Linked DNA regions of Mus musculus: all the other regions are linked to region 2. Evidence: chromatin contacts called from public Hi-C and HiChIP or PLAC-seq data. All regions are on one chromosome and are shown on one strand. Each heading gives the region's core, a stretch centred on a gene start, on an enhancer-like site or on the middle of the called end of the contact. The rest is flanking DNA. Distances are from core to core; before and after follow the strand shown. Region 1 holds the start of Mier2 (MIER family member 2). Region 2 holds the start of Ccdc105 (coiled-coil domain containing 105). Region 3 holds the start of C2cd4c (C2 calcium-dependent domain containing 4C). Region 4 holds the start of Plpp2 (phospholipid phosphatase 2). Region 5 has its middle 28 kb from the start of Vmn2r83. Region 6 holds the start of Shc2 (SHC (Src homology 2 domain containing) transforming protein 2).

What was found. Hi-C and Micro-C count contacts between places; a contact is called where the count stands out from the background. HiChIP or PLAC-seq counts read pairs in DNA pulled down with a chosen protein or histone mark.
Region 1: a contact with region 2 is called in a Hi-C map of embryonic stem cells, with 2.4 times the contacts expected there. The contact joins the promoter of Mier2 here to the promoter of Ccdc105 in region 2. A contact is called at or near these places in 1 of 39 promoter capture datasets (hippocampal neurons), 1 of 484 Hi-C or Micro-C datasets (embryonic stem cells), 11 of 115 datasets of contacts at active chromatin or transcription factors (astrocytes, embryonic forebrain, embryonic stem cells and 2 more) and 1 of 9 other capture datasets (embryonic stem cells).
Region 3: a contact with region 2 is called in an H3K4me3 HiChIP or PLAC-seq map of embryonic stem cells, with 5 times the contacts expected there. The contact joins the promoter of C2cd4c here to the promoter of Ccdc105 in region 2. A contact is called at or near these places in 1 of 39 promoter capture datasets (the C10 cell line), 5 of 115 datasets of contacts at active chromatin or transcription factors (astrocytes and embryonic stem cells) and 1 of 9 other capture datasets (embryonic stem cells).
Region 4: a contact with region 2 is called in an H3K4me3 HiChIP or PLAC-seq map of forebrain, with 13 times the contacts expected there. The contact joins the promoter of Plpp2 here to the promoter of Ccdc105 in region 2. A contact is called at or near these places in 1 of 39 promoter capture datasets (neural stem cells), 2 of 15 datasets of contacts at CTCF or cohesin (embryonic stem cells and large pre-B cells), 4 of 484 Hi-C or Micro-C datasets (cerebral cortex, cortical neurons and embryonic stem cells), 8 of 115 datasets of contacts at active chromatin or transcription factors (the 230-238 cell line, embryonic forebrain, embryonic stem cells and 2 more) and 1 of 9 other capture datasets (embryonic stem cells).
Region 5: an H3K4me3 HiChIP or PLAC-seq map of embryonic stem cells shows a contact between it and region 2, with 5 times the contacts expected there. The contact joins the enhancer-like site here to the promoter of Ccdc105 in region 2. A contact is called at or near these places in 8 of 39 promoter capture datasets (the C10 cell line, the HPC-7 cell line, cranial neural crest and 4 more), 2 of 15 datasets of contacts at CTCF or cohesin (large pre-B cells and pro-B cells), 7 of 484 Hi-C or Micro-C datasets (the AtT-20 cell line, B cells, CD4 T cells and 3 more), 5 of 115 datasets of contacts at active chromatin or transcription factors (embryonic stem cells and stem cell-derived neural progenitor cells) and 2 of 9 other capture datasets (embryonic stem cells and macrophages).
Region 6: a contact with region 2 is called in an H3K27ac HiChIP or PLAC-seq map of embryonic stem cells, with 5 times the contacts expected there. The contact joins the promoter of Shc2 here to the promoter of Ccdc105 in region 2. A contact is called at or near these places in 7 of 39 promoter capture datasets (the C10 cell line, the HPC-7 cell line, cranial neural crest and 3 more), 5 of 484 Hi-C or Micro-C datasets (B cells, the P5424 cell line, cortical neurons and 2 more), 5 of 115 datasets of contacts at active chromatin or transcription factors (embryonic stem cells, forebrain, neural progenitor cells and 2 more) and 1 of 9 other capture datasets (embryonic stem cells).

Annotation. Positions count from the first base shown.
Region 1 is chr10:79,553,786-79,556,485 of GRCm38.p6, reverse strand. Mier2 (MIER family member 2) reads left to right here and starts at 1,358. Exons shown (of 14, transcript NM_001316699.1): 1 at 1,358-1,412. The coding sequence starts at 1,404.
Region 2 is chr10:78,751,799-78,754,498 of GRCm38.p6, reverse strand. It overlaps Ccdc105 (coiled-coil domain containing 105), which reads left to right and starts at 1,432. Exons shown (of 7, transcript NM_027630.1): 1 at 1,432-2,094. The coding sequence starts at 1,525. All of the region lies in intron 1 of Gm30400 (predicted gene, 30400), which reads right to left.
Region 3 is chr10:79,612,740-79,615,439 of GRCm38.p6, reverse strand. C2cd4c (C2 calcium-dependent domain containing 4C) reads left to right here and starts at 1,422. Exons shown (of 2, transcript NM_198614.3): 1 at 1,422-1,683; 2 at 2,102-2,700. The coding sequence starts at 2,129.
Region 4 is chr10:79,532,348-79,535,047 of GRCm38.p6, reverse strand. Plpp2 (phospholipid phosphatase 2) reads left to right here and starts at 1,261. Exons shown (of 6, transcript NM_015817.3): 1 at 1,261-1,424. The coding sequence starts at 1,373.
Region 5 is chr10:79,495,537-79,498,236 of GRCm38.p6, reverse strand. No RefSeq gene overlaps it. Among named protein-coding and RNA genes, the nearest start is that of Vmn2r83, 28 kb to the right of the region's middle. Within about 2 kb of position 1,321, at least 8 of the 459 cell types and tissues checked have an H3K27ac peak or open chromatin away from gene starts, as enhancers often do. A contact at or near this core is called in embryonic stem cells, where this site is marked.
Region 6 is chr10:79,636,602-79,639,301 of GRCm38.p6, reverse strand. Shc2 (SHC (Src homology 2 domain containing) transforming protein 2) reads left to right here and starts at 1,384. Exons shown (of 13, transcript NM_001024539.1): 1 at 1,384-1,853. The coding sequence starts at 1,452.

The sequences.
Region 1 (2,700 bases), core at 109-2,608, 800 kb before region 2:
TTTAGGCTGGGTCTGGAGCCCACACTTCTGTCAACAGTTTCTGAACTCTGGCCTGGATGAGAGATGTTGTCTAGGCATCACCTGAGGAAATGCTGAGTGTCCACCTCCCCTAATGATGCTCATATTTCCCAGCTGGCTGAAAGGTCACCTCAGTTCCCCATTGCAACTATCAGGTCCATGGGAAAGAAAGCCCTAACCTTGAAGAATCTTTCTGCTCATCCATTCATCCAATTGCTTAACCTTTGGTAATTGGTTAATTTGTGTGTGTTTGCTATTGTTGTTTGTCTTGACACATATAGGGTCTTACTACGTAGCCAAGGTTGTCCCAGAACTTGCTACATAGACCTCCAACTCACAGAGACCTGTTTGCCTCTGACTTCTGAGTGCTGGGATTAAAGGCTTGTGGCACCATACCCAGTAGCTTGGTTTCTTGAGGCAGGGTCTCGCTCCAAAGCCCATGCTAGCCTCAAACTGATAGTAACTCTCATGCCTCAGCCTCCTGGGCACTGGAGTTACAAGTATGGGCGACCATGCCTGGCTTTCTCTAGTGATCCTTGTCACAGTTCTCTTTTTGGGTTAGGACTGACTGACTCAGGTTCATGGAATGATGAACCCACCAAACGAGCAGGGGGCAGACTTTCTGTCTTGGGCAAATCCTCAGGGGTGGGAGACAGCTTTTGTGCTTGAACCTTAGTGGTGCCTTCACCTCCCAGCTTGGTCCTGGCCCCAGAGGGAAGGAAGAGTCATTTGGTGACTTGTGTAGACCAGAGGCCTTCACCTCTGCAAGCCTAGGTCTGCCCACCGGTCTGCCTCTCCCATTCTGTCTGCACCCTCCTGACAGCGAAAGTCAGGTTTGTGCACCTGTTCTGGAGGCTCTCATGCCCTGCTCTCTGTACCAGTGTCCTTCACCTCAGGACCACCCCCTCACCCCTAGACCATCCCTCACCTGTCAGTTGTTTCATCTCATTCTCCCTCATTTCAAGACATCCTCCCCTTCATCTCTGGACTATCCCCTCTCACCTCTAGTCCATTCCCCATCACTTCTGGACCTTCCCCTCACCTCCAGACCATACCCATTTCACTTCGGGACCCAAACCCCTCACTGCTAGATTGTCCCCTCACCTGTGGAACCTCTTCACTTGTAGACTGTTCTTCACCTGTGGCTTGTTCCCTGTTTGCGCCATCTCCCTCACCTGTGGACACACAGGAATCAGCTGATTGGCTGATGTACGGGCGTGGGGTACACCGGACCCAGGCTATAGATCTCCGCTCCTCGCCAGCACACCTACTACGCGCCTCCTGCGGCCCCGCCCCACTCCGCCTCCCAGCTCCTCCGCCAATAAGCGCGCGGCACCGCATCCGGGGACCCGCGCGGCCGCCGCCTCCCGCGCGCACGCTCGGCCATGGCGGAGGTGAGTGAGCGGCTGGGTAGCGGCCCCTCCCACACACTGCCCTGGGTCGACCTGGTCCGGCCCGTGCTCTCCCAGTCCGAGCGCCTCGAGCCTCCCCACTATTACCGGGCGGAGCATGAGCCCCGTGGGCGCCCGACGACCCCCCTTCCCCATCTCGGCTATGGTGCGCATGCGCGGGCGGGCGGGGGGGAGGGGCGCGAGGCGCGGGCGGCCGGGTGCGGGGCCGAGACCCGGGGCCGCGCGGCGGGAGGGCGCCGCGGACCGGGTGGGTGTGCGGCGCTGGCGTCTGGGACGGCGGCGCGGGGACCGCATTCCGGCGCGTTGGGGATGAGCAGGGCGCGGAGTCGGCGGCTCTCTGCGAGCGGAAAGTTTCGCGCGTGGAGTTCGTCTGGCTGTGGGAGCGAGAGCGCGGGCCTCCCCGCGGGTGCGGGGCTGCGGCGCACAGCCCAGAGCTGACCTGCACCTCGGGGTGCGGCCGCTGAACTCCGGGACCAGCCCCCAGCGACGCGCTGCGAATCCGCCACTCCGGTACTGGAACTCTGCACAGTGCGCGAGTGGGGCAGCTTGGGGCAGCAACAGGCCCGCGCGTGGGCCACAGGGTCGGGATCTGGGGGCCCCGTTGGACAACTCTGGCTGGTTGACTCAGAGGGTTCTTAGGGGTTTAGTTCCTTCTTTAGGGGGCCTTTGGGGAAGCAGACCTTCTGAAGACAAGATAGATCAACCGATACCCCTTTTGGGGCATGGCGGCCAAGTGGGTGCTCTTGGGCTGCTCTGCCCTGTGTGGCATGGGTGGTGGAGACTCCCCAGCCTGTGCTTACGTGCTCTCCTGGAGTCTAGGATTTGGAAGGGTTCTGCCTCAGTTTCCTCATCTTAAGTGGGAACCTGGTGGTGCCTTTCTATAACTGAGAGGGTGTTTTGCTGCATCCATGTTTTGAACTCATGAAAGTGGCAGTGGTTACATAGAAGTCCTCAGTGTCAGCTACTTGGTTAGTGTGTGTCTCAGCCATCTCTTTGAGCTGGTGGCTTGTCCCGTTCTTAGTCTAAGCCACACCTCTTCGCTGTGCCTATCCTTTGCAGTCCTCATGAGACCATCCAGCCCCTGGGTTTCTTTCTTGTAGTCGGAATTCCTACAGAGTTGCCTGTCAGTTGTCCCACTTCATCTGGTCTCTAGGACGCCACCTCTGACCCCAGCTGCCCAGCTCCCACCCGTTTTCTTCATTCCTGTCCCTTGGTTTAGCTCCCTTGTTTGTCCCATGTCCTAGCTCCATGTGGGTGGAGACAGGCTGAA
Region 2 (2,700 bases), core at 183-2,682:
ATTCTGAAAAAGACTCAAGGCTTTGGTTGTTTTTCTTTGAGTCTCCGGTTGTTGATTTTTGTTGTTTAAAGCATTGGCTTGGGCCTTTTTCTTTTTTTATTTTGTAACTGTCATCTAAGAGACCATCTTTTTAGTTTTGGTAGCTTGCACTAAAAACCCTGTGCAATAGGAGAGTAAAGCTCACTGTGGTCATAGTAGAGAAAGACTCCTTTAAGATATATAAGCTGGGTTCTGAAGATCGAAATGAAGTAAACCACGAAGTCAGCAAAGGAAAATTCTATGAGAAGAAAAGAGTTCTCAATTTTGAGGTAAGAAAGAACTTAGACTGTCCTAAGAGCTGGAGAGTATTACATATTTTAATCTTTTTTACTCTATTTTAAGTGGAATTGCATTGTTTTGGTTTGTTTGTTTAAGGTGCATAAAACCTCAGGTGTCTGTCTTTAGCTAGCTCTTCCACCATTTTTGAGACAGGATCTCTCACTCCCCAGGAGGTGGCCAGGTCAACTAGTGGCCAGCCAGCCCCAGAAATCCTCATTTTAGCATACCCAGTGCTGAGATTACAATCTCACCACCGGGTCAGCCTGGCATGTTTTCATGTAGGTTCTGGAAATCAAATTCAGATGTTGTATTGTAAGGCAAGCACTTTACCAGCTGAGCCATCTTCCCAGCTTCAGAAATTGTAGTCTTTTTTTCATTTATATATTTTTATTATTTAATTCTGTGTATGGGGGGGGGGGTGATCTGTCCACATGAATGCAGTGCCCACAGAGGTCCGAGGTGTCAGATTCCCCTAGGTGTCAGTCAGTTGTAAACCATCTGATGTGGGTGATAGGAATTGAACTCAAGTTCTCAGAAGAGCTATATGTGCTCTTAACCTTACTGAGCCATCTCTCCTGCCCAGGAATTGTATTAATTCAGGTTGCTGTTGTTTGTTGGGGTTTTTTCTGGTTTTGTTGTTGTTTGTTTTTTGGGTTTTGTTTTGTTTTGTTGATTGTTCATTTCAGGAGTATAAAAACATAATTGGGAGCCAACAAGATGGCTCAGTATGATTCCGGGACCCCTCATGATGAACGAATTACTGCACAATGCCTCTCACCAGTACATACACCCTGTGGTGGTGTACACACACAAATATATGTATATGGTATTCATGTATACTTCAAAACTACTAATATTAGTACTAGTTTGTGAATTCCTTAGGATTTTCCAAATGCAAGGCTGTGTTATCTACTAGTAGATATAGGTTGGTTGACACATTTCCAAAATCAAGAGAAACAATGAGAGAGGAACTCCATAAAAGCGGCTCCCTCAAGGAATACAGTCTGAATTTCCAGGCCTAGTTCTCCATTTTGCCTTTCCCATCCCCCGCCCCTGGAACGCAATCTCCATGGTTGTCCTGGTTGCCACGGTGAGGGGAGCTCTGGGAGCACGCATTCTAGCCACCAGTAAAGAGTGGTGTGTGGTTAGGGCTGGGTGGACCCCTGTCCATTCTCCGAGGAGATCGCGGGCACTAAATAAGGAACCATGCCTGTGTTGCTCCCTTCCACCGACCCGGGCCAGGACTCGCGCGTTGGGGCTCCAGAATGGCGCCAGGCGGCCAAGGCCACGTCTCGCAAGGCACACCTTCTGACCGATCGCTGTGGGCAGGAGGCGGTGACCATGTGGCAGCCCAAGGACAGTGTACTGGACCCGAACGTGGCACACCACCTGGGCCGCGCCGCCTACATGGAACCCTGGCGCTTTCGGGTAGAGATGCTCAAAGGGGGCGGCACCCTGGAAAAGCCACCGCCCGGAGAAGGCGTCACCCTATGGAAAGGGAAGATGAAGCCCCCGGCCTGGTACGCGCGCCTACCGCTGCCTATGCACCGCGACGCGCGTGCCCAGCAAACCGCCGAGGTGGTGCACGCGCACGCACGCGGGGCGCGCCTCACCGCCGCCCGCCTGGGCCGCGCACAGCACCAGATCAATGGGCAGCTGCGGCTGCTGCTGCGCCAGCGCGAGGCCACTGACCGCAGGCTCAGCGAGGTGCGCAAGGGCCTGCTCATCAATCAGCAGAGCGTCAAGTTGCGGGGCTACCGACCTAAGTGTGAGAAGGTGCGACCCTCCCCGCCACCACACCAGAGACAGAGGTTGATGCTTCCTTCTTCAGACAGACAACACACCCTATTCTCCATCTCCAGCGAGGACACCCGCAAAATAGGGTGGCTACACCTCCAAGTTCCAAAGCCTGAGTTTCCCAAAAATTGTTACTGAAATTGAGGTCACAATCTGTGCCTCCAAGAAACCAGGTTCGGCCACCCGTCCTCTATACACCAAGTAGAACAGAAAAATTAATAGTAAAAAGCAGATAGGGTATTTAACCAATGAGAGCACTTCTCGAAGAAGGGCAAAAATATCCCTCCAGTAACCCTCTGCTGTCCATTTTCGTTGTTCTGAGAGATTAAAGTTTAAAGAGGGAGCCACACTACCCACATCTAAGCCGTTCGAGTTAAGGCGTGGCCCTGCCCATCGCTGACCTTTTGTCTAGGCTCAGTCTCTTTCGACCAAGGGTCTGGTTAGCTGTCAGTACAATGTGAAATCCCTTCTGGGATGAGAGTTTCTCCTCCACCTGGTACCAGGCCTTTTCCTTTCCCCAGGAGGAGATATCTGGGGTGAATTCCAGTTTCTTGGGGGTCTGTTAATAGTTAGATTGAAGGACTT
Region 3 (2,700 bases), core at 173-2,672, 860 kb before region 2:
CTGCTTGAGTTATGGGAGCCAGGCTCTGGGGTGAGTCAGGACACCCTTGGCTAAGATGCTTGCTCACCTATAGAGGCTCAGAGGTTGGGAGACTTACCTGCCATCACACAGAGGGAAGTATGGTCAGCCACAGGATTGAAGCGCCAGTAGAGCAAGCCCAAGGCACCTGGTTCCTGGGGGCTGTGATCCTGTAGCTAACCTTAGGTTGAGCCTGGCCTTACCCTGCTAGGTCTCTTTTGCCATGGCTGATGGATGGCAGTTTCTTCCATTGCCCTCTAGATTTCCTGTTACAAGATTTTTGTTTGTTTTGTTTTTGTTTGGTTTGAGACAGTCTCACTATGTAACCTTGGCTGTCCTGGAACTTGCTATGTAGACCTGGCTAGACTCACATAGAGATCTGCCTGCCTCTGCTCCCCTCCCCCTCCAAATGCTGGAATTAAAGGTGTGTGTCACCACTCCAGGACTGTTATAGCTTTGTCATGGAGAGCCACACACCTATATTGTCATTCGCCGGTGTGTTGTTCCATGGCTACCTGTTTCATTGGTCACTAGGATAGCCATCAGACTGTTCCCAGCATCTGGGTCATTTGGCCATAGATGGGTACCAGATAAATGTAGGCCCATGGAAGGTGTATTACACCAAGTACCTGATGCTGAGCTGTGGAAACCCAGCCAACAGTGACCAGGCCTTTCTCTGGGTGGGTTGTTCTCCTAGAGTGAAATTGTCACCTCATCTACAAACGCTGAGGATGACTGACTCCCTGCTGGGTGGCCATGGGAACCAGAGATGGAGAAGGTCATGTAGAGGCTGATTGGGACTCAGTTCCCAATTCCAATCATTAGAGTTATTATTATTGGTTGAAGACCAGCTGGCTAGTGAAGGGATCTGTTGTGTTCCCCAGAGCTGAGAGGAGAGGCTGGGACTAGAAGTGGTACAGCTAGACTCAGCTGGATTCAGTGACACAAGCCCCGCCCCTCAGCTCCCCTTCCAGACTCTATGTATTCCATTCAGTCTAGCATCAGGAGGCTTAGATCAGTAGTCTGGGTCTTGCCCAGGACCACAGGCTATACAAGTTGGTATCACCCCTCACCCCTCACAGAACTCTTTCTCTGTACCAGGAGGCAATGCCCCATCCACCCTGTACCAGGCAGGTGGTTCAGTGCTACCAACCCTGCCCCTGGCTGGAACAATGTAGTCCAGACACTCCTGCCAGCTCCGCCCCTTCTTCAGGCTCCACCCTATTTACCAGTAGCTCCGCCTCCCCCCTCCTCAGCTTGAACCAGGAGACTGTCTCCTAGGCCCAGCTCCGCATGCAGACCCGCCCTATTTATATTAGGAGCCCTGCCCCCGATTCCCCGCCAGTTCGGGAGGCCCCGCCCCTCGCGGATTGCGAGGACGCGGGCGCGCGGCCGCAATCGGAGGAATACGGCTTGGTGGGCGGTTTCCCGCGCCGAGAGGAGAGCTGGCCACTGCGCTACCGCCTCGCTCGCAGCTGCGCCGGGCTGTAGCCTAGCTCCGCGTTCCGGAGTCGCCGCAGCCCGTGGGGCAGGTGAGCCCAGCGCGCTCCGCGCTACCCATACCCGGCGCACAGGGAGTCGGGGGCGCGGTCAGTTCGCTGCACCGGGCCCAGGGCTGTCGCCGCCTCCCCCAACGCACAGCGCAGCAGCTGAGTGAAGCCACAGGTGGGTGGCAGCTGGGGGCGGGGCCGGGATGCTCAGGCCTGTGGTTCCCTGGGGGGACCCCGATCCCCTGAGGTGGTGGTGGGTGGGTGCGCAGGATACAGGCCGGGCCCAGCTCGCGTGGGAGACTGACCCTGCTCAGGGCGCCCCAAGTGCTCAGCGTGATCCTACACTACGCTGGCTTCAACCCTAACAGGTGGTGACCCCTGAACCAGGTGTCAAGCCCATGGGGCCCTGGCGGATGACTCCCATGTACAGTACCACCCCCTGACATCCCTGACAGTCAGTTGACAGCTGGGCATAAATGCCAACTTCTTGATAACCCTAAGGTGACCCCTTAACACAAGTCCGACCCTTTGACAGCCCTGACAGGTGACATTTGAGCACAAGTGTCACTTCTGACTCCTATTTCTTTCCTCAGACTCCTGGTCTCTTGCCTGTCGCCCTCATGAGAAAAACCAACATGTGGTTCTTGGAACGACTTCGGGGGTCTGGGGAGAACGGAGCCAGCCGCGGTGAGGCTGGGGACAAGTCTTCCAAGGGTCCCTTGTATAGCAACGTGCTGACTCCGGACAAGATCCCCGACTTCTTCATCCCGCCCAAGCTGCCCTCTGGCCCCACAGAGGCTGAGGGACAGGCGGACCTGGGCCCCTCCACCTCAGAGCAAAACCTGGCTTCACCTGGGCCCCGTCGAGCACCTCGCAGTCCCCGGCTGCCGGCCAAGTTGGCCTCAGAGAGCAGGAGCCTGCTGAAGGCAGCCACACGACATGTGATTCAGATAGAGAGTGCGGAGGACTGGACAGCCGAGGAAGCCACCAACGCTGACCCCCAGGCGCAGGGTGCCATGTCATTGCCCTCTGTGCCCAAGGCTCAGACATCCTATGGCTTTGCCACACTGGCCGAGAGCCCCCACACCAGGCGCAAGGAGTCCCTTTTCCACAGTGAGCACGGGGCCCTGGCCCAGGTCGGATCCCCTGGTGCTGGCCGCCGGCGAGCAGGGGCCAAGGGCAATGGAGGTGA
Region 4 (2,700 bases), core at 12-2,511, 780 kb before region 2:
AGGCATGGGGGAGGGACATGAATGAAGACCTGAAGCCAGGTTTCTGCACAGTCCTTGTCCAGTCCTGTGTGTAGCACAGGTTACAGTGTATTGAAAGCTCTGCCTGCCCATTTTATAGGCCACTTTCTAGGATGCAGGGACCCTCCCTTACCCCGAACAGGTCACTGCATGCTGCTCCCCCCCAGCACCAAAGCACAGGCACTTGGGTTCTCTGAGGACCTCTCAGGTCAACTCTGCCTAGGTGACATCCTGCAGGAGAGAAGGTCAGGGGAGACCTTTTGGACCTTCAGCAAGGGGTTGTCTCTTTCCTGACCTTCCCTGCCCTCAAGTCTCAAACATCCTGGACTCAAGTCAACCTTGTGGTGGAGGAAGGTCTGACTGGCTCTGAGTGTGGCCTCCGTGGAGGCATCAAGGAGCTGGAGTCTCTGGAGTGGAGGCTTCACGCTGTGGCCTCTTACAAAGGATTCAGTGTGGGTTTTGGAGATCCTGGCCTTTCTTTCCAGAGTCTACATGCCCTTGGCTCCCAAGTGTCCCTGGCCCAGGGTCTCAGGACACCCCCTGAACAGGGTAGGCTGGGTCCCACCCATCATAGGTCAATTTCAGAATCTCTGTGGCATTCTCTAGAGTGGATACAGCCTGTGTTAAGGCATGATCCTGACCTTCCCACCATGAAGGGTCTTGAAACCTTCCAACCTGACAGCAACTACAAGATGCTACTTTAGAGGGAAGGTGGGCTTCTGCCTGAGTTTGGTCATCCCATGCTAAGGTACTTATGGGTTTAGAAGTGTCACTGTGTCCAGCACAGGTGCCCTCCTCTGGAAAGGTTGAGATCAACTTAGGAGTGCTGCCCAGGCGGTTGTCGGCTTGCCCTCTCTGCAACTCTGCATTATCACTGCAGAACCCCGCCCAAGTGTTGGGGACACCTGGGTGACCTCCAGCCTACAGTCTTGAGTTCTGGTGGCCCCTCCCAGCTGGAAGACTCCTTTCTGCATGGAGACCCCAGTCAACACTTCTGAGTCTTGTTCTCAGCCCTGAGATTCTCGGATCCCAGCTTGGAGATCCCTCCCAAATAGGGGACTTCAGTTTGTCCTGAGACACGCTCCCACACCCGCCCATCCCAGCCCCTGCCCCTGCGCGCCCGGGTCAAGGTGGCAAACACACCCCTCAGGGCCTCCGCCCTCTCCTGCCCTCCCGCCTCCGCACTTTCTCTTCATGCCACGCCCTCCCTCAGCCCCGCCTCCGCCTCGCCCGGGCCCTTTCGTCAAGCCCTGCCCTTTCCCTGGGTCCGGCAGTCTCCACCGCCATGTGATCCTGGGGCTGCCGGGACAGCTGGGGCAAGCGGGGGTCGCGGGCGTCCCTGGGCCGGGGCGACATGGAGCGGAGGTGGGTCTTCGTGCTGCTGGACGTGCTGTGCGTGTTGGTCGGTAAGAGCCTCAGCCCCGGGTGCGGGGACTTTTTCCCAGGTGCACACTCCCTCGGTCCCTCTGGCCAGTGTGCGTTAGAGATGCGGACGATGGTGACCAATGCTTTACACTTCCCTGTGAGCACCCCGCCAGCCCTCCTGGGCTCCTGGCGGGATCGGGGCTGCCTGTCTACCTGTAGCTGTTCCTGGGTGGAGGGTCCTGGCAGCAGGAAGTCGCTCGAGTGCCGCGGAGCGATGTGACTCACACGGGCGGGGCAGAACCAAGACCCTGCAGGCCAGTGACCCATGGCCAAGGTCCAGCACTGTGCCCTCGGGAGGCGGGGACAGCTAGGCTCGCACAGACAAACCTGCCATTCCGGTTCAGGCCGCTGGGAGGAGCGTCCCGAACCCCCCAGGCTCGAACAAAGGCCAAGTGTTCGTTGGGGCCCAGGGGACAGTGGCTGGATTCTAACCCAAGGCGGTGACGGTGACGGGGTGCCTCTATCTTCCTTCATTCTGCATCTCCCTCCCCTTCCACCTTCCATATCCCGGAAGGATACTCATTTTAGCTGGGCCCGTTGGCAGCCAGAAAGCCCGTGGGACACCCCTCAGCCATTGGCACCCTTTTTAAGTGTATGGGTTTGTAGAACCATTTCTGTTGCTTTAACTGTATGCCAGGGACTACAGGACTTGGAAATAGTCTACATTTTTCCTTGGAAAGTCCTGAGTCCCCAGGGGCGGAGCTACCTGGGAAGTCACAGCAGCAGGAGGAGGCCTATGCCTCTGAGTGGCTGAATGAACACTGGAGTCAGTGCACACTTTGGGTGGTGATAGGGAAGCCTTGCAGCCAGAGTGAAGGAGGCCCTTTCCTGTTGGTGGGAACAAAGTACCCTACAAATACCCACTGCAGGTGGAGGAAGAAGAGGGGACACAGCTGGGAGCCAGTGTCCTGGCCCACACCTGCCATGCAACCCAGCCATGTTCAGGGCTTTAGGTTCGTCCAGACCTTGCACAGCTGTGGTCTGCCTGGCTTGTCTGCTGAGGATTCACTAACTTCAGTTGTCTTCAGTGTTGCTCTCTACCACCAGATCCTTGGAGTTTACCTCCTCCTATGCAGAAGATGTGTGTTTCCCCTGATCTCTCACATCCTCCTCTGACCTCAGCTCCTCTATTTCCTCTGAACCCCCTCTTTCCTCTCTCATCTTTTCTGATACTCTCTTCTCTTTGATCTTCTCTCTAACCATCTCCATGTTCTTCCCTGCTCTTCCCTGCTCTTCCTCTCTCCCCTTTCCCCCCAT
Region 5 (2,700 bases), core at 72-2,571, 740 kb before region 2:
AACTTTCTAGTAACCAGTGTTACACCTTTTTGATCATACCCAATAACTTATAAGCTAATACTATACGATGAAGACACACAGAGCATATTACACCTCTAAGACCAGTAAAAAAACCAAATGAAGCGGCTACACAAGTCTAATAACTTTAGACCAATCAAAGAATTTCGATTTTTCTAGCTACAATTATAAGATTAAAAAAAGCACCTTGTCATTTGCCAAACACATTAATCATGATTGCAGAGAACCCTCCAGGAAAAAAACATCTATCAGCTTTTTTGCCCCAAAACTAAGAGGCTGCAGACTCCCTTTCTTTGAGAGCAGCTTTTCCAGCAGTGGCTCCCCTGCTGTGCCTGATCCTTGGCTAAAGTGTGTGGCCTGTCTTGGCTTTGCTGAACCAGCAGATAAAGTTTTAGCCATCTTTATTTTCCAACATGAAACACAGAACATTCAGTCATTCAGACAACTAGACATGAACACACATGGATCGACACCTGGTGCACCAGACATTAGACTAGACATTAGACAATACACAGAGGGCAGAGAACTTCTGCTGTAGGTGCCAGAGAGAAAAAGGCAGGGTGTCCCCCGAATTTTTCTCTGCCTCTGGGAGAGTTTCAAAATCCATTTTCCTCTATATTATTTTATTATTACAAACCCTGTTCCTGCCGCCTGATGCAGCTCCTGACTGCGGACATCTGCCTGATTATTTAATTTAAACCCCTTTTTCTCTTGCCTAAAGTAGTTTTTGAAAACTGCGGACAATCGCCTGATCAGTTCCGAATAATTTGCTGCTGAACCTAAGTGGAAACCAGCGTTGGGTTAGCACTGATTCCAAACTTAGCCCGTATCCTCCCGCACCTCTAGCAACACTTTAAAAAATGAAGTTTTAAGCTAGCGCTAGCATGTGTACCTGTTGCTTCGGTGCCCAATATGATCCTTTTCTTTTTCTTCCCATGGAGCTGCACACCAAGCAGCATTCCTCCAGTGTTTTTCTGCCATTCCCTAGGTCCCTGGTCCCAGGCACCAGAATGTTGGAAGCCAACCCGTGGCTCACATGGACCAGGTTTCACCTGGGAGGCAAAAAAAAAAAAAAAAAAAAAAAAAAAAAAAAAAGAGGGGAACTAGGTGGTCGAGAGAAAAATGGAGGTAAGTCAAGATTCTTGATCAAAGTTCAAATGTTTAATGGCAAATGTGTTTATAAAGGGGGTGAGCCCCCCCTCCAATCCATTCTTGGAGCCTGGAACCAGCTGCAGGTGATGACAAAGTGCAGGATAGGGTGTAGTCTCCAGAATAGCTCAGCAGCCTCTCAGCAGGTAACAGTGTCTTGAAGGAGAACAGAGGCAGTGGCTGAACAATAGAGTGATCTAGGGAGAAAGGCTCCACCCTAGGTAATCTTAGTGGCAGCAAGGTCAAGGTCTGGCTCAGCCTGCTTCAGGCTGGGTGGGGTGGGGGCATTACACCTGATCTCAAGCTTCACTACAGAGCAATAGTGATAAAAACTGCATGCTATTGGTACAGAGACAGACATGTTAATCAATGGAATAGAGTAGAAGACCCAGAAATAAAATCACACACTTATGGACACTTGATCTTTGAAAAACACACCAAAAATAAAGGACAGAAAATAGAAAGCATTTTCAATAAATTATGCTGGTCTAATTGGCTGTCTGTATGTAGAAAACTGAAAATAGACCCATATTTGTCACCTTGCACAAAGCTCAAGTCCAAGTAGACCAAGGGCCTTAACATAAAACCAGATACACTGAATCTAATAGAAAAGAAAGTGGGAGAGAGCCTTGAGCTCATTGGCACAGGGGGTAATTTTCTCAACAGAACTCCAATGGCTCTTGCTTTAAGATCAAGAATTGATAAATGGGACCTCATGAAACTGGAAAGCTTTTTTAAGGCAAAGGACATATTCAATGAGAGAAATTGGCAACCTACAGATTGGGAAAAATGTACACTAATTCCACATTCGATATATGGCTAATATCCTGTGGGGCATTGGGCTATGCACAGACAGGCTGGTCTCCAGTTGAGCTGAGGTCTGAGTCCCAAAAATGCTGATTAATAATTCACCTACATGACACAGTAGGAGTTCCTTCATGCTCCTGGTACTCTGGCTCTTGCCCAAGTTACTGCCCCCCACAGCCCCAGAAGAGAAGCATGGCTAGAAGTCACGTAGGGCAATGGCCCAAGCTTCTGACCTTGGCTAAACTCCTCCCCAGTTACCTAGCAACAGTAAAGACCATAAAAGGGGCTGTTAGGCCCCCACCTCGCTCTCTTACTTCTCACTCTCTTACCTTTTACTCCTCACTCTCACCCTCTCTCTCCTCTCTCCTCTTTCTTTGTTTTCTCCTTCTCTCTCCTCTCCTCTCCTCTCCTCTCCTCTCCTCTCCTCTCCTCTCCTCTCCTCTCCTCTCCTCTCCTCTCCTCTCCTCTCTCCTCTTTCCCTCTTACTCTCTTTCACTCTAGCCTTCCCCCCTCTCTCTCCCTTTTCTCTTTCTCCCTGTCTTTCTATAATAAAGCTCTAAAACCATAGAGAGTCTTTGCTCCAGTCAAGATCTGCTGTGCTCACTCTTGCCGGTGTTGGAAACCTCTCTTTCCTCATCTCTCTCTCCCATAACCTGGGTGCCTTAAGCAAGGTAGCTCCGGGGCTCTCAGGTAGGGCTGCCCCTTTTCCACCCCCGAAGAGTGGGT
Region 6 (2,700 bases), core at 135-2,634, 880 kb before region 2:
AGTATTATTTACGTCATTTGTTGCCGCAGATTAAAGAGTAGAGCCAGCCCTATAACCTCCCCATTCAGTGATGTTTGTGCACCCAGACCGGGAACGCCTTGGTCCACACTTAATCAGCTAGATTCTACAGCCATTTTTCAGACTTCAGCCCAGTGGCGCTCCTCTTCCAGCAGACAACACCAAAGGCGACCTGGCTGGGCTCCTGAGAGTGCCTGTGTGGAAGTGGCTGAGAGCCAGGCGCGCGCGCCTCCGCCCCCTCCACAGGCAGTGATCTAGTTTCTCTCGCATCGATCTGGCCGGCCTTGCCCCTCCTCCGCACCCTGCCCCGCCCAGCACTCTTCTCTTTGTTTCCCGGCAGTACTGTCCTGGAAAGGGCGGGGGACAGAGGCAGGGTGATGATGACAACCCCTTCCCTCACAGAAGGAATCCCCTTGGGGTCTGAATCGGTGTCTCCGAGGTCTCTTGAGCCTGGGCTGGGGCTGTTGGCAGGCCTGAGAGTTCTGACCCTCGGGTTCCAATATGAACCCAAAGAACCGATGGATGTCCTTTGCTTACAGCCTAGGAAACAGGCCAGGAGCCAGCAGAAGCGACCCATGGTCACCTTTAGACTTCTCCAGACGCAGCGCCACCCGCGGTGTCCTGGGCACTTGCTTCACTTCCAGGCCTCAGTTTCCCTTTAAGCCTTGGCCTTGCTCCAGGGTTCAGTTTTCCCACTAACCAGTAAAGAAGGTTCAGTTGGAGGGGGTACCCTCTGAGTCTGAGGTTCTCTTGTCCTGGACCCCAGCCTGTGCACTGGCCCAGGCCCTATTTGGACCCTATTTAGAAGTAAAGTTGGGCAGGATATGACTGAACGTGTCAAGGACCCGGATAGTCTCATCCTGCCTCTACCACCCAGACCTCAAGTTCCCTTTTGTGCCTTATCCTTACCCTAGCCCTCGGTTTCCTCACTGAGCAAACCCGGTGGAACAGTGGCTTAAGGGATACTTAGGGGCCGGAGGATAGCTCTACAAAGCCAGGCCTCAGTTTCTCAACTTAGAAGTAAAGAAGGGCAGGATGTTGCTGGAACAGTGGTGAAGGGTGGCCTCGGGGTTAGGGGATCACTCCCTGCACCTGCGACTTCAGGCCTTAGTTTCTCTATTTAGAAGAAAAGAAGGGAGGATAGGATGCTGCTGGAGTGAAGGCAGAGACTTGGAAGTTGAAGAATGGCGCCCCGCCCCGTGTATGCGACCCCTGTCCTCAGTTTCCCCATCGGTCTGAGCCTGACTGGACATTCCCTCGGGGAGCCCCGGCAGGCTGCGCTAGGTCGGAGGCGGCGCTGCCAGAACAGGGTCGGGGTCCCAGGAGTGTAGCCCCCCGCGGCTGCGCGCTGCGCGGAGCGGTGACATCACTCGGCGGGGAGGAGCGCACGGCTCTGGACCAGGCTCAGCCGGGGCTCCTCGGCGGCCGCGGCCATGACGCAGGGTCCGGGTGGCCGCGCGGCCCCCGAGCCCGAGGCGCCCACCACCTTCTGCGCACTGCTGCCGCGGATGCCGCAGTGGAAGTTCGCAGCGCCGGGTAGCTTCCTGGGCCGCGGTCCCGCGGCGACGCGCGTGGCGGGGGTGGCAGAGGCGCAGCCGGAGCCCGGGGTCCCCGCGCTGGCCGCTGTGTTGGGCGCTTGCGAACCGCGCTGCGCCGCGCCCTGTCCGCTGCCCGCGCTCGGCCGCTGCCGGGGCTCGGGGACGCGGGGCGCGCGGGTGACTCCGGATGTCGCTGACGAGTGGGTGCGCAAGGGCGGCTTCATTCACAAGCCGGCGCACGGCTGGTTGCATCCCGATGCCAGGGTCCTGGGGCCCGGGGTCTCTTACATCGTTCGGGTGAGTGCGCTCAGCCTCTTTCCCGGCGCGCCGTGGTCGGGGACCGCTCCCACCCCCAGTTTGGTCTCTTGGACCCCAAGAGCCAAGTGAGCGCTCCCCACAACCCAGGAACCCAGTCTCCAGTACGCGCGCTTCTCGACCGCCCCCACTCGCAGGCGCTGGGGTCCGGGTTCTCACGGCGTCACGTGGGGAGGGGCGGGGAGAGGGCGCAGGTAGGGAGGGGACACACGCATGCGCAAGCTAGCCGCACCCCCCCTCCGCTATTGGGTGGGAGAGTCCTTAAGATAAGGACTAGGTATCCGAGGGTTCCCTGACCCCGGAGAAAGCAACTTTGCAGGCTTATAGTGGGGACTCAAGCTCAGGGCTCAGGGTTCCAAATTCCACATCAGAGCCGATGAAGTGAAGGGGCCTGGCTTTGTTTATCCCCTTTATTTTGGCAGAGGTGGAAAGGGGTAGGGATTTGGCCAGAGGATAGCGACTTCCAGCTGCAGGCCATCATTCTGGCTTATCAACCCCAAATATTGGGATGCTAAGATGAGTGTCACCACTTCCAGACCTTTGTTCTTTGTTTTGTTTTTGAAACGGGGTCTCATGTAGCTCAGGCTGACCTGGAAGTCACTATGTAGCTGAGGATAACCTTGCATTCCTGATCCTCCTGCTTCCACTTTGCAAGAGCCAGGGTGACAGTCATGCACCACCACACCCATTCCCTATGATGCTGGGGATGGAGCTCAGCCCTTTTCATGTTAGTTGAGCTCTGTATCTGCTTAGCCCCAGCCCCTACCCAGGTTTCTATTGTGACCTTTGCAAGGGTGGGGGGATGGTGTACCACGTGCCCTCAAGTCAT